3 separate regions of the Mus musculus genome follow, and regions 1 and 3 are each linked to region 2. Evidence: chromatin contacts called from public promoter capture Hi-C data. All regions are on one chromosome and are shown on one strand. The core of a region is the stretch at or near the end of the contact, and the rest is flanking DNA. Distances in the headings are between cores, read along the strand shown. Region 1 holds the start of Ercc6l (excision repair cross-complementing rodent repair deficiency complementation group 6 like). Region 2 holds the start of Nono (non-POU-domain-containing, octamer binding protein). Region 3 holds the start of Pin4 (protein (peptidyl-prolyl cis/trans isomerase) NIMA-interacting, 4 (parvulin)).

Region 1 (4,700 bases), core at 475-2,974, 730 kb before region 2:
CTCCCGAGTGCTGTGATTAAAGGCGTGTACCACCACTGCCCAGCTCAAAATGGAAGTCTTATTCCAAATAGTTTATTATATTGGTGCAAGTGTCTCTTATGTTGGGGTCCATTTCTCAGGGAATCACAATGTCCATGTCCCCATCAGTATGTTTTGAGTCCTTGCTGGCCTCGAACTCATCATAATCCTATCTCAGTTTCCAGAGTTCTGGGCTTCAGGAGTGGCTTTCTTAGTAATATATAAACCAGAATAATTTTTGTTGGCTCTCGACCTCTTATGTATCTTTTCCATTTCCCTAAGGCCTGAGCTTTGCCTTTGAAAATGACTGCATCTTAACTAGAACTTCTGAAGGGGATAACCACATTATAATTGCACTTATTTGTTTATCTTCACAAAATGAAAGAAGCCATAGAGTCACAGAGCTAAGCAAATGCTCTACTACTGAGATATAGCCCCAGCACTCACAGGGTCTCACTAAGTGGCTTGGGTTGGCCTGAATGGATTTTGAATCTGTAATCCTTCTGCGTCAACCTCAAAGGTGCTGGAACCCTAGGCTTTGGTATCTCCACGAACAAAATAAGCCAATTCAGGCCAAATTAAAGTATAAAGGCAGGTTTATTGGGGGCAGCCTCCAGGCAGGTTCATTCACCATACAGGAGGGGGGTGTCAGTGAAGTCACCATGGAAAGATAGGCAGAGAAGGGGGAGAGAGAAAGCAGGCATGCAGAGAGAAAAGAGAGGGAAAACCAAAAAGGTCTGTATTACATAATGAAGAGCTGCTGGGTGGCCCAGCCTCTGGGTTGGAAAGTTCAGTGTAGAGGGTGGGGTTTGCCAGTCATGCCCTGTAACAAGGATGAAGGATGGTGGGAGAACCTGAAGGCCAGGTCCACTTTGGTATGTTATATATGCACCTCAGCTACTTGTCCCGGATCTGAAACCCAACAGGCTTGTGCCACCAAATCTAGCTATTATTATTTTTTTACATTTAATTTTTTCATCATTTCATATATGAGTAATCTGTAAGCCATTCATTCCCATTCAACTCTTATCATGTCCCCTTCCCAACCTCTCAAATACATAAATAACCTCTACTCTATTTGGTATTGCGTAAATAAGGGCGTGTGTGTTTGTGTGTGTACTTCTGAGACAGGGTCTTGTTTATATGCAAGCTCAGTCTGGACTAGATCTTGAGATCCTCCTGCCTCTGCCTCCTAAGCACTGTTATCAGAGGTGTGCACCACCACGAGCGGCTTAGGCTTTGTCTTTGAAAATCCTTCTTCAGTGTCAGCTTTAAGTTGCAGGATTGCACTTCTAGGTGTGTGAATTCCAAGTATGTTCAGTGCCAGGCACTGGCGGGGAGGAAAAGGGGGCAATGGAGACCTCTATGGGCCAGTACAATAAGACAGCCTCCACTCACAAGGACAAGAGAAACAAGCGCGCATTTTACTCACGCTCTTAACTCCTTCCCTTCGCTCTCATTACTCAACATTCACACTCACCGCCACGCAGTTAGGACGGAACTGAAACCACCACCGGTCACGTGAATCAGCAGCCCCCCCCCCCTCCAAAAAAAAAAAAAAAAAAACCCAAAACGTAAGGCCACTCTAGCTAACGTAGCTAGCTAGCGCCAGTGCTCGAGGGCGCAGGCGCAAGACCTTCCTGGGCGGGGCTCAGGAAACCGCGCTCGAGCGCCAGATCCCGGATTGGCCCGCCGCGAGGCGGGCAGTTGGCTCTACCAGTCTAGTGCGTGAGCCCAGCCTGGGTAAGGCGGGAGCGAGCGAAATTCAAGCGCGGTTTTAACTGGGAGTCTCCTTTCCTGGGCTCTCCGGATTCCCTGGCCATGGAGGCTTCCCAAGGCTTAGCGGAAGTGGAGACTTTGAGCCCACAACTGGCCGAGAGTTACCTGAGGTATGTTTGGGTCTCCGGACGGGTCGAACTTGCAGTCCCTGGCCTGGGGTTGAGGTGGAGTGGCTCCCACCTCCCCCTAGGATCTGCTGTGGCTTTGACCAGATTTCTATTTCGGGGAGCTCGCCCTGCCAAGTCACTCGTAAGTCAAATAACTCTTGAGTATGAACTCTTTAAGAGCCTGAATTTTAATTAACTGATGAAATCTTTGAGTCTTTCTAACTCGCCAACCGCCAGACCTGGGAGAAAAGAGGAAAAATAGTCCCTAAGTTGTTAGCAATTGGGTAGTGAAAATGGGATCTGAAACAGAAATACTTTATGGTGTTTGATGGATGCTGTAAAATGTTTTATTTCCCGACCAGAGTGCTGCCATTAAAAGAAAGGGGGTCCAGTTACGAAGGGAAGACATATGCCCCCAAAGGAACCATTAAGCCCAGTGAATGAATACGCTTTCACCAGATGCCTAGGTTGGAATATTTAACTATTAAAAATTGTAGTGCAGGGCTGGAGAGATGACTCAGAGGTTAAGAGCACTGACTGCTCTTCCAGAAGACCCAGGTTCAATTCCCAGCACCCACATAGTAGCTCACAACCATTATGTAACTCCAGTCCTACAGGATCCTATGTTCTGGTACCTATGTGATGTACATGCGCCCCCCCACCCCCGCCCCGCGCGCGCATATGCAAAACACCCGTCTATGCCTATATAATTTTTAAAAGACTACATAAAATATTAGCAAAGGATTTGTAGACATTTCTCTTAAAAAACACATAATGGCAAACAGGCACATGAAAAGGTTGCTCAAAACCACCCCTAAGTAGAGGAAAAAAGATCACAACTATAATGGGGTGTGTGCCATCCCCTCCTGAGACTGAAGATACAGAGGGTTGTGAGCCACCATGTGGGTGCTGGGAACTGAACCAGAGTCCTCTGAAAGAGCAAGCACCTAGTCCTCTTAACTACAGAGTCCTCTCTACAGTATGTAGATTTATGTTGTTAACTTGTAGGGTTTTTTTTCCTTGGAGACAAGGTTTCTCTGTGTGGATCAGGCTGGCCTTGAACTCACAGAGACCCACATACCACTAACTTTTGCTCAGTGCTTGGATTAAAGGCTAGCGCCATCACTGCCAGGCATAGGTTTTGTTTTTTTTTGTTTTTTTTTTTTTTGAGGCAGGCTGCTCTTGAACTCTATCCTTCTCTCTGAGTCCACATAGTGATGGAATTACAGGTACATAGCACCATGTTCCAGTGAATCAACGATCAGTCAGTGGACAGAGCCACCAGTACTCTAAGTAGAGTTTTCCCTCGAGGGACCTCCTCTTAGATAAAAATGGAGAAAAGAATTTCAAGACATACCAGAGGGAAGCAAAGTTAATGAGTCTCTAAATAAACCTGGAGTCTTGTAAGACAGCCCATGGGCGTATGCTTCACAAGAGAGTTGACTCTCGGGGGTCTTCACAGTGGCCACCACTATAAAAAAAGTAAGTGGCTTTCCAAGTTTAATATCACAAAGGATGTAATTTACTATAAGGCTTAAAGATTAAATCACTCTTAAAATGTAATTAAATTAAAAAATAGACGAGCTGGCTTACTTGTTTTTCTCCAAGGATGCTCCTTTACAACTGAAATTCTAAGGTGGTTTTCTTAGGCTCATTGTTTGGATTTAGGATGAGAAGAGTGCTCAGTCAGTGAAACTCAAGAAGTTCATGCAACTTCTGGCCTGAAATAAACAGTTTGTTTGCTGTTTTTTTGGTCTGGTTTGGTTTGGTTTTTCGATACAGGGTTTCCCTGTGTAGCCCTGGCTGTCCTGGAACTCACTCTGTAGACCAGGCTGGCCTTGAACTCAGAAATCCACCTGCCTCTGCCTCCCGAGTGCTGGGATTAAAGGCGTGCACCACCACGCCAGGCTCTGAAGGCATTTTTTTTTAAAGATTTATTTATCATATGTAAGTACACTGTAGCTGTCTTCAGACACATCAGAAGAGGTCTCATGACGGATGGTTGTGAGCCATCATGTGATTGCTGGGGTTTGAACTCAGGACCTTTAGAAGAGCAGTTGGTGCTCTTAACCACTGAGCCATCTCTCCAGCCCCGGCATTTTTTTTTAACAGTTTTTTTTTTTTTTTTTAATCTATATTAGTGGTCTGTGTGCACGGATGCGGTGTCTGACAAAATAGATGACTAGAGAGACAACCGTGGGTACTGGGAACCAAACTCTTATATTTTGGGGTGTGAGCCTAGCCTTTAATGCCTGAGCCATCTCTCCAGCCCTTTTGAGGTTCTCTTATCCTTTCCCTTTACACCATTTAACACAATAGTTGTACCATATGCCTTGCTGCTACCAGTTACTACCGTCCTTCTGGTACTGACTACCTTTCAGAGACATGGAGAGATCCTGTTGTGTTTTTTTGTTTGTTTGTTTTTGGCTTTTTTTCAAGACAGTGTTTCTCTTTGTAGCCCTGGCTGTCCTGGAACTCACTCTGTCGAGCAGGATGGCCTCGAACTCACAGAGATCTGATAGCCTCTGCCTCCAGATTGCTATGTTTTCACCATGACTTGATTCCACCAAAACTCTGGTGGAGATTTAATTGCCCAAGTAATAATCTTGAGAAGTAATGGGCTAGGTGTCAGACTCTCTGTCCTCATCAAGGGGTTAGATGAGAACACCTCTCAGAAGAGCATGTTTGCTTCTGTGTTAGTCACTTTCTGTTGCTGTAGCGGAATATGTGGGGGAAACAGCTTAAGATTTATTTAGGCTCGTGATTTTTGAGGTTGTGGTACATGTTTGGCTGGCT
Region 2 (4,490 bases), core at 73-2,572:
AATCAAGGTCCTCTCAATTTTAGAAGAGTCAAATTACTAAATGAAAAACTGCTAGAGAAATCCAGTGTGAACTTGCTAGGCTGATATGGTTGCCTGGTGGGCGACTGTTAAAGCTGTAGAATACAATCACGGTAAAGGCGGCTGAGTTTCTTAGGACTTTTTATTTAAAAAACAATGAAGTGGACAAACATAAATTTAAGCACTAACCCCTATTAGAACAGCCATAATTAGGGGTTATAAAAACAAAACAACAACAAAAAAAAAAACCCACACCACTCAGTCACATTTTAGTTTCAGATTCTAAAAACGGTTTAGCTTAAATAACATGAAAAGTGCCCCCCAAATTAATTTCTCATCTGTAAAATCTGTATTAGTTAAGCATCCTGCACTTTACCTGATGACCCTACCTCCTGCACCTACCTTGACTTGGATTTGAACACAGCAAAGTGTCTGCCTCGCAGTCCTCACTAACCTCGACTGCTGTTAAAAACACAAAGAAAGGTGTCAGCTTACAGTAAGACGTCCGCAAAGTGAAAAATACTCGAAAGTAATGCCACAGAAAGCAACATTTTTTTTTAATTTAGAAAAGCGATGCCTACAAATGCCTAGGAAAAGCTTAAGGAGCAAGGGGTTCGGAAAAAAGGCGCGCGCGCGCGCGCGTGCAAGGGTGGGGTGGAGGGTGTTTCATGAACTTAGCACCAAAAGCCAAGGGGTCTGAACTAGCAAACTTCCCACTTTCGTTTCAAATAACAAAACAACAACAACAAAAAATCCATAGCTCCAGGGGCCCCACAGGCCCTCTAGGAATTAATGGCCTTGAAAGGCTAGGGAGGAGCATCCGACAAAGCAAAGCGCCTCCTCCTCTAACCTCGACTTCAGGGCCTTAGTATAATAGACCCCACACCCTGTGGCCCAGGGCGTTCAAGAAGCCAACAACTTAGGGCCACTAAAATTGGGGGTGAGCAGCACAAAGAGTCTGGGCAAGGAAGCAAGAAAAGCATTGGCTAATGCCCGCGGCGGGGAGCAGGGAGCGCTCTGGCCCCCATGGGTGGGCTGCGAAGGCCTTGTGCGGAGGGGGAAAGGCCTCCCGGGCCTTCGGAACCCATAGCCCGTGTGCAAACTCGGCCTCGCCCCAACCCCTCCCTTTCCAGAGTGTCGCAGGAAGCCCCACCGCATCCCTAAGCAACCAAAGAGCCATCCCCAAACTCACCCTCTGGCCACAGTTCTTTGCTCGGAGTATGGGCGACGCTGCACGGCCTCCACCGTCCCGAGAAAAGAGCGCGCGACCGCCGGAAACGAGCCGACGGAGCTCGGTACCTCCCGAGGGGGGGGGGGGTCAATTTTGGATTCCCGATTGGCTATGTGAACTGCCAGTCAAAGTTTATCTCCCGAGAAAGTCTCATTAGTCCGCCATTTCTTAACGTTTATTGGCTACCGACTGTCAAAGCCTTGGGTTCGTGTGAACGACAGATGGGGACAAAGAGCGAGGCTTCGTAGCTTATGCGCATGCACTAGAGGCGCCGAGCACAAGACGGAAAAGGAAGGGGGAGGGGGAGCCAGCAGTGGAAGGTAGGGGGTCGGAAGGAGAGGCTCACCCGGCCCTACGGAAGGACTGAAAACCTAGCGGTGGGAGGAGGAGAGAAGAGAACTTGTGCGAGAGGAAGATCGGAGCGAAAAGGGGGGAAAATGTGCACGTAGGCGTGTGCTGAGAATTTATGCACTGCGCCTGTGCAAAATTAAGACTAACAATGTCATTGTATTCTATGTGGTAGAGCTAGCCGTTTGCTACTGAAAAAAAAAAATGTGCCCCGCCATGTTTCTTTTTTTCCACACTTCCTCAAAGCGTCTACCCTGACACCCTATACAGTTTTAGTTTCCTTTCTCAGTGCTGGGTATGTTTGGGAAGTGTAACTGAAATGGACATGATTGTAGAAACAGGCAGGAGGGCAAACGATTTTGACACTTTAAGCTCAGTGATTACCCAGAACTGTGACTAGCACCATTTCCATAGTAACCAGAGAACCCGATAGGCCAAACAGACTAAGGTTCCCATCGCAGAGAGACTCAACAGGTTGGTCGGCGGTGCCTGAACCAGTATGTTGGAGGTCTTCACATCAGACCTACTCTTTATCCCATAGGAGGCCTATCAGGTAATAATAACCTTCGTTATTCCATAATGCCTAGCTCTCCCAGGCGGTTAACCAAGGATTACAAGGTTCAATAGATAGGCACCAGTAGTTAATCCTCAGTAATTAATTCATACTCCTGATGGCAGATTATCTCAATAGGCATTACCTATACCTTGTATGGGGATACAATGATATGGAACTGTGCTGTCTAATAAGCCTCTTACAATGTTGGGAAGGTTCTGTGGCACCATTCAATACAGTAGTAGAGACTAGCTATATTCTACCCAATCCACCCCGTTTGCGTGTGCGTGTGCATCAACATATGGCTACAACTTACTATAGTGGGTATATTTATCCCAATGGTTCCCAAATTCTTTGAGATAAGATAGCACATTATTATGAAAAAAGAAAATGGGGGGGATCAAGATCAGATAATGCCCTTCAGTATGAAGTTTCAGCCCTACTACTGATCTCCTATATCCACTATCCAATTATGACAGCTGTTTACTACGTATGACTGTCACAATCAAACAGAAATGATTAAGCCTTTAACTTCTGTACTCAGGAGGCTGAAAAAGGAGCCTCCTTGCCCAGAAGGCCACCCTGGACTACACAGTGAGTAGCAAGGTATCCAGTACCTAAGACTCTGTCTCAACACAAAACAATAACAACAAAATTACACATACATGTATATGTATACATGATTTAAAAGGTGAATACTTTCTAAACCATGACCCTTTCTGTTTTCAAAAAAGATTTAATGGGGACTGGAGAGATGGCTCAGCAGTAAAGAGTGCTGACTGTTCTTCCAGAGGACTAGGGTACCTACCCCAGCTCCCATTGGTGGCTGGCTGGGACTCCAGTTTCCAGGAGATCTGACGCCCTCTTCTGGCTTCTGATGGTAATACATGCATGTAGTCCACAGACACATGGACTGTTTTAATTATTTTATGTGTGTATTTTGTCTGCATGTATGTAAGTGCATGTAGTGCCTAAGGAGGACAGAAGACAATGGTGGATCCCTAGAACTGGAGTTACAGATAGCCACCATGCAAGTTTGGGAATCCAACCTAGGTCCAGTGCTCTTAACCTCTGAGCTATCCCTGAAGCCCCAGCTGTGACTTTTTGTATGCAATGATTTTCTTGGAAAAAATAGTAACACGGGGCCTGGAAAGATGGCTTAGGAGTTAAGAGCACGTACTGCTTTTGCAGAGGAGCTGCTTACATTCCTAGCAGACACATGGCAGTTCACAACTATTTGTAACTAGTTTCAGGGCATCTAACACCTCTTCTGACCTCTTCAGGCTCCTGCAGGCTTGCGATCCACAACATACATATATTCAGGCATAACCCAGTTGTGGTGTATGTCTTTAATCCCAACACTTGGGAGGCAGAGGTAGACAGTCTCTCAGTTTGAGGCCAGCCTAGTCTCAGAGTGAGTTCCAGAACAGTCAGGACCTACAGAGAAACTCTGCCTTAAAAAACAAACCAACCAGACTAGACCACCAACCAAGGAGTATACCTAAAGGGATCTTTGGCTCCAGATACATATGTAGCAGAGGATGGGAGGCCCTTGATCCCAGGGAGATTTGATATCCCAGAGTATGGGGATGCTGGAGTGGTGTGGCAGGGAGAGTGTGGGTGGGTAGGGGAGGACCCTCATAAAAGGGAGGGGGAAGGCAGATGTGGGATGGTGGGTTGGTGGAGAAGGTAACCAGGAAGTTGGATACCATTTGAGATGTAAACTAATGGAATGATTAATAATAATAAAAGAAAAAACAAACAACCTCAGATACATGCTTAAGTATGCACACACATGCTTCAATAAAATAAACATTAAAAAAAAACTTTAGCAATGGTGAATGCCTCTAATCCTAGTACTTGGGAAGCAGAAGTAGGCAGATCTCTGAGTTCAAGGCCAGCCTGGCCTACAGATGGAGTTCTAGAACAGCCAGGACTATACTGAGAATCCCTATCTCAAAACAGACAAACAAAACTAGCAAAGTTGGGAGGCTGAGGGGGCTGGAGAGATGGCTCAGTGCTTAAGAGCACTGACTGTACTTCCAGAGGTCCTGAGTTCAAATCCCAACAACCCACATGGTGGCTCACAACCATCTGTAATGAGATCTGACACCCTCTTCTGGTAGCTGTCTGAAGACAGCTACAGTGTACTTAGATATAATAATAGATAAATCTTTTAAAAAAACCTGCAAAAAATAGTTGGGAGGCTGAGGAAGGAGGCTCTTCAGTTTGAGGCTAGATTTGGATACATAATGAAACTATTGTTTTGTTTTTTAAAGCTGGGCTTGGTGGCTCCTGTTTTTAATCTCAGCATTCACTCAGGAGTCAGAGGCAGGAGGA
Region 3 (4,936 bases), core at 877-3,376, 690 kb before region 2:
AAGGTAACCCATCCATTACAGCCCCAAGTTCCAAAAGGCTACATGGTGAGTCATGCAATCAAGTTAACTTACTCTGTGACTCATCTCTAATAACAGGAAATGTGCCGAACAAAATACTTCACAGAAAACAGATAAAGAAATGAGTGTGGGCATGGATGCAGGCACTCCAGAAGCCTGGGCCAGATTCTTTAGACTCCATTCCAAATCTTGCCTTCTAACTTAACACTGCCATTATATAAAATAATACAATTTCTATTATATTCTGTGACAGTGTGTTTGACACCTGAAATTCTAACATGCAAAATCTCCAACAATGCATTTTGAGGGGTTTGGTTTTATTTCAGAGTGCTTGGTGTGTGTGTGTGTGTGTGTGCATTCTTTTCCCCTTCAGTCTACCACAACAGCTACTGATATCCTCCTGGAATCTGCTACATTCAGGCTATCAAGCATTGGTAGCACATCTTACTTCTTTTAAGTTTTGTGTCGAAGGCAGCATATTAAGTGTTAGAGGCCAAGGTGTCTAAGATTAAATTAAGTATTTAGTTTAACAACTGTTTCCTAAATAATTCCCCAGTTCAAGTTCTTGGGGGTACACAGTGAATAGGATTCAAAGCCGCAGCCAAGGAGCTCGTATCCCAGTGAGGAAGAGAGACCACATTCTGAGAGTCCGACAAGCGAGAAATTGTGGAAGGGAACACATATGTCAGCTAGCCAGGTACCACCTGATGGATGAACAGGAGCTGAGCAGCTAAAGGACAGTGTACCCCTGGTGACCTCACACTCAGGTCCTCCTCAGCCTCCCACTGCTGTGGCATGTCTCTGCAGTGCCTCACCCATTTCTCAGACCTTTCTTTACAACATCTTGGTTCCTTGGACCTCTGGGGTATCACTCTACTACACTCCATTTATTTGTCTCTTCTCTGGGTTCCTACAACCACAATCTTAGTTCAGGCCAACTCTCTCTCTTACCAGAACTACTGAAATCATCTCTCTCTCTCTCTCTCTCTCTCTCCCTCACTACTCTCCCCTCTCTGTTTGTTTGTTTGTTTTTAAGACAGGGTTTCTCTGTGTAGCCCTGGCTGTCCTGGAACTCACTCTGTAGACCAGGCTGGCCTCGAACTCAGAAATCCACCTGCCTCTGCCTCCCCAAGTGCTAGGATTAAAGGTGTGCGCTACCGCTGCCCGGCTTGAAATCATCTCTTTAAAGGACCTCCTGGCCCCTAACCAACCTTAATTAACACCATATACAGCACACCTCATGATTTAGTTTTCTTCTGTTTTAATTTCCCCAACTTGCTTATTTGTTTTGAAGTTTTACTTCAGCGATGCTATACTAAACTGCCTTTGGGGCTGGCCTCTCCGGGTTGAGGACTCTTTACCCTATTGCTGCTGCTTATCTCAGCCTGCCCAAAGTATCTCCAGTTTGTTTCTTTACCCTCTTTCCACCTTCTATAACATAACTCTCACAACTACATTCGGCACAGTACTTAGAGGCTACTATCTTCCCCACATTGTCCAGCGATGAATAAGAGTTGTCTTAGTTTTCTAGCCTGAAAGCACAATGTTGTCCCCAACAACGGTCTTCAAGAAGCGAGTCCCTCCTCATGTGTGTGTGTAGGGGAGGGGAGGGGGGGGGAGGTACGTCCTGTTAGTTGTTAAGAGGCCTAGATGGACTAGATTGATCACTAGTGTAGGCTTCCTTTTATTGCTGGCGTTTCATCAGATTCAATTTTAGTGGGAATAAACCCCAGGTCACGAGGAACCATCCCCAGCAGCTTCTATTGCCCGCCACGAGGGTCCCTGCACTGAAACCTCATGGATACCCTGAACCACAGCAGCTCCTCACGCACTGATCTTTCCTTACCACAAGAAGCCCAAACATAAACCACAGCGGCTCAGGGTGCTCCCGGTGGCCCTGCTGTCCGGCTTATGATCACCTCCCTCCCCCACCCCACACAGCTGCAGGTCTACTCCTGTCCTTCTCCCCATCCACCCCTACGCTCGCTCCATGACTGTCTCGGCAGGTCTACCTTTCCCTCCTTTTCCAGAACCACTTTTCCCCTTCGGCGGCATCTCTTAAGCTGGCGGATGAACTCTCCGGCAACTGTTCCGGTGCTAGCAAAAGGACCCCTCAGGCCCCACAGGTATGTCCTCCGCAATGCCTGAAAGCAGCGTCACAATCAACTATTTCTGCTGCGGTTCCAGAATCAGGCATAGCTTGGAACAGACCCAGTCCTTTGGTTCTTTGACCTATAGGAGCTAGAGATGTTAGACCAATGAGAAGCCGAAGCCTTACGGGGAGGCGGGAACAAAGGTTGCCCAGAGACGAGAAAGCGCAGCCTCTATTCTGTTCTTCAAAGCTTTTACTTGCCCTCATTTGCACTTGTTCTTTGCTCTCTCTCGCCCCGCCCACTTTTTTGTGCATGCGCAGTGCGAGCCTCAGGCCACTGCAGTTCTTTGGCGTGGGCTTTTGCTTTGGGGATTCTAGACAAAGGGACAGCAGAGGGAGTTTAGATAATGGCCTTCTTCCGTCCTCTCTCCGACTGACACAGACCTGCACTCCCTAATGGCTTTTCTTACTTACTTGTTTGTTTATATTTTTGCAGCAGTAGTTGATGGGGTACAAAAGATGGAATTTTTTTTTTAAAGCCTATCATCCCATTGCCTGTGACAGGCAGAAGTCTGTCATGGAGAAACATTGGAAGCAGCCTAAATTAATTTTAAAATAACGATTATAAGCTGTGTGTACAGAAATAGCCTTAAGGAAGATTATAGACCAAGATGTAGAATGTGATTTTTTAAAGTTATATATCCTGGAGAACATAATCTATGCACCTAAAAGACAAACAAGGCATTAATGCTGTTCAGCAGGATAGCATGTGACCACTCGTGTCAATCTATATAGTATTCATGTCTCTGTATTTTTCCAGAGTTCTTTTCTTTTTTCCTTCCTTCCTTTCTCTTTCCTTCCTTCTTTGCTTCCTTTCTTTTTTCTTTTGATACAGGGTTTCTCTGTATGTAGCCCTGGCTGTCCTGGAACTCACAGAGATTTGCCTGCCTCTATCTTCTAACTGCTGGGGCTTAAGATATGTGCCACCACCTTCCAGCTCAAAGTTTGTATGACAGCACAGCATAAGGCAATTTAAAGCTTGGATTCTGGAGGCACATGACCTGCTTTAAAACCCCTTCTACTAGTCCTGTGACCTTGAAGACGCTCTTGGGCTCAGTTTCCATCTTCTGCGAGATGGTGTTGTTAAAGTATCTGCTTATGGAGTATCATGAGAAATAATTTCATAGTCGATGACTAACTGGGGGCGTTTACTTAAGATGAATAGCTTTTGAATTTGCATCCCAATGTGCTCTTGATCTCTCTTTCTCACTCAGTCTCTCTTTTTGAGACCAGGTCTTGCTTAGTAGCCTAGACTGTTCTGGAACTTACTATGTCCTCCTGCTTCTGCCTCTCAAGTGGTGGGAATCATGTGCCACTTGGATACATTTTTCTCTTTCCCCCACAATCCTCCCCTCCTCTACCAATAATTTTCGTATATGACATCTTTCCCTCTATTCCATGAGATCACTGTCCTATCTTGGCTATCTGACTCAGCTTAGTTTTTGTCTGTTTTTGCAATACTGGTGATCAAATTCATGGCCTCACCAAGGCCAGGCAAGAGCTTTATGGTTGAGCCACACCCCAGGCTAAAATTTTGTTGTTGTTGTTGTTTGTTTGTTTTAGATAGGATCCCACTATGCAGCCCAAACTGGTCTTAAATTTCCAATCCTCTCACTTCTGCCTACTGAATGCTAGATTATAGGCCTGTCCCACCAACCTAAGCTAAATTTAGCTTTTGAATAGTCTCTGCTGGATGTGGAGGTGACTCGTGGGCCCCTTTGTTTTATGATGCTATGACTTCTGGATGAATTTTGGTCCCTCCTTATTTCAGATTGATAGTATCAGCTGTGGAGAAGGTTCCCGATATGGAAGGGATCATTGCTTTTCCACATCAGAAATGGAACCCCAACCCCCATCTACTGACTTCCCAGGTCTGGTTGAGAGATGGGGTGGGGTAGTCAACAGTAATATGGTTGATTCTTGCTTAGGGCCAAGTGGATCAGATTATGTCTTTGTGTTTGCTTTTGCTTTGATTTTAGTTGGGACTGGCCTTCCCTGTAAGCAGTGGCTGCACCAGTGTTGGAGTGGGAACGTGGCAAGCCAGCATTCAAGCCTCAGTGAAAAGTCATTATGAAAGCTGGCCATGGTGGTACACACCACTCTAGCACTAAGGAGGTTGAGGCCAAAAGATCGAGGTCAGCCTGGGCTACACAGCTAGGATCTGTCAAACAGGGGTGGGGGTGTTAAAAACAGGCTCCAGAGCTACGGTTTAGTCAGTGAAGTGCCCACCATGCAAGCGTGAGGACCTGAGTGTGGCAGTATATGCTCATCATCTCAGTGCTAGGGAGTCGGTCACAGGAAGATCACTCATCTATCTGAAACAGCAATTCCCAGGTCCCAGTGACAGACTTGATTTCAAAAAGATGGAGAACTCTTGAGGAATGACTCTCAAGGTTGACCTCTGACCTCCACATGCTCACACACTTATGTGCATATATGTGTACATGCACCCACACACATGCAGAACAGGACAAAACTTGAATGGATGATACAGCTGACTTGGAACCTTGTGAAACTGTATTGCAGTAGATAATCATGGCTACAAAGACAATAATCAAGCCTGTGTGTATGACTGAATTTGTCCAAAGCAGTGCCTGAAGAGCAATAGCTCCAGGAAAAGAATAAACAGTTGTCCACTGCAGGTCCAACCGGACATATATAAAATCGTGTACTCAGGCTCAGTTGGTTGAGTGCTTGCATAGCAAGTATTAAGCCCTGGATTGGATGCCCAGCACCATGTGAAGCCCTGGATTGGATGCCCAGCAA

What was found. Promoter capture Hi-C pulls out the DNA fragments that hold promoters and counts their contacts.
Region 1: a contact with region 2 is called in a promoter capture Hi-C map of erythroid cells, with 3 times the contacts expected there. The contact joins the promoter of Ercc6l here to the promoter of Nono in region 2. A contact is called at or near these places in 3 of 39 promoter capture datasets (erythroid cells, liver and pre-B cells), 1 of 115 datasets of contacts at active chromatin or transcription factors (memory CD8 T cells) and 3 of 9 other capture datasets (adipose tissue, liver and pancreatic islet).
Region 3: a promoter capture Hi-C map of pre-B cells shows a contact between it and region 2, with 4 times the contacts expected there. The contact joins the promoter of Pin4 here to the promoter of Nono in region 2. A contact is called at or near these places in 4 of 39 promoter capture datasets (the C10 cell line, erythroid cells, liver and 1 more).

Annotation. Positions count from the first base shown.
Region 1 is chrX:102,154,115-102,158,814 of GRCm38.p6, reverse strand. It overlaps Ercc6l (excision repair cross-complementing rodent repair deficiency complementation group 6 like), which reads left to right and starts at 1,724. Exons shown (of 2, transcript NM_146235.3): 1 at 1,724-1,907. The coding sequence starts at 1,840.
Region 2 is chrX:101,426,483-101,430,972 of GRCm38.p6, reverse strand. It overlaps Nono (non-POU-domain-containing, octamer binding protein), which reads right to left and starts at 1,322. Exons shown (of 12, transcript NM_023144.2): 1 at 1,211-1,322; 2 at 421-480.
Region 3 is chrX:102,116,659-102,121,594 of GRCm38.p6, reverse strand. It overlaps Pin4 (protein (peptidyl-prolyl cis/trans isomerase) NIMA-interacting, 4 (parvulin)), which reads right to left and starts at 2,126. Exons shown (of 4, transcript NM_027181.2): 1 at 2,031-2,126. The coding sequence starts at 2,073.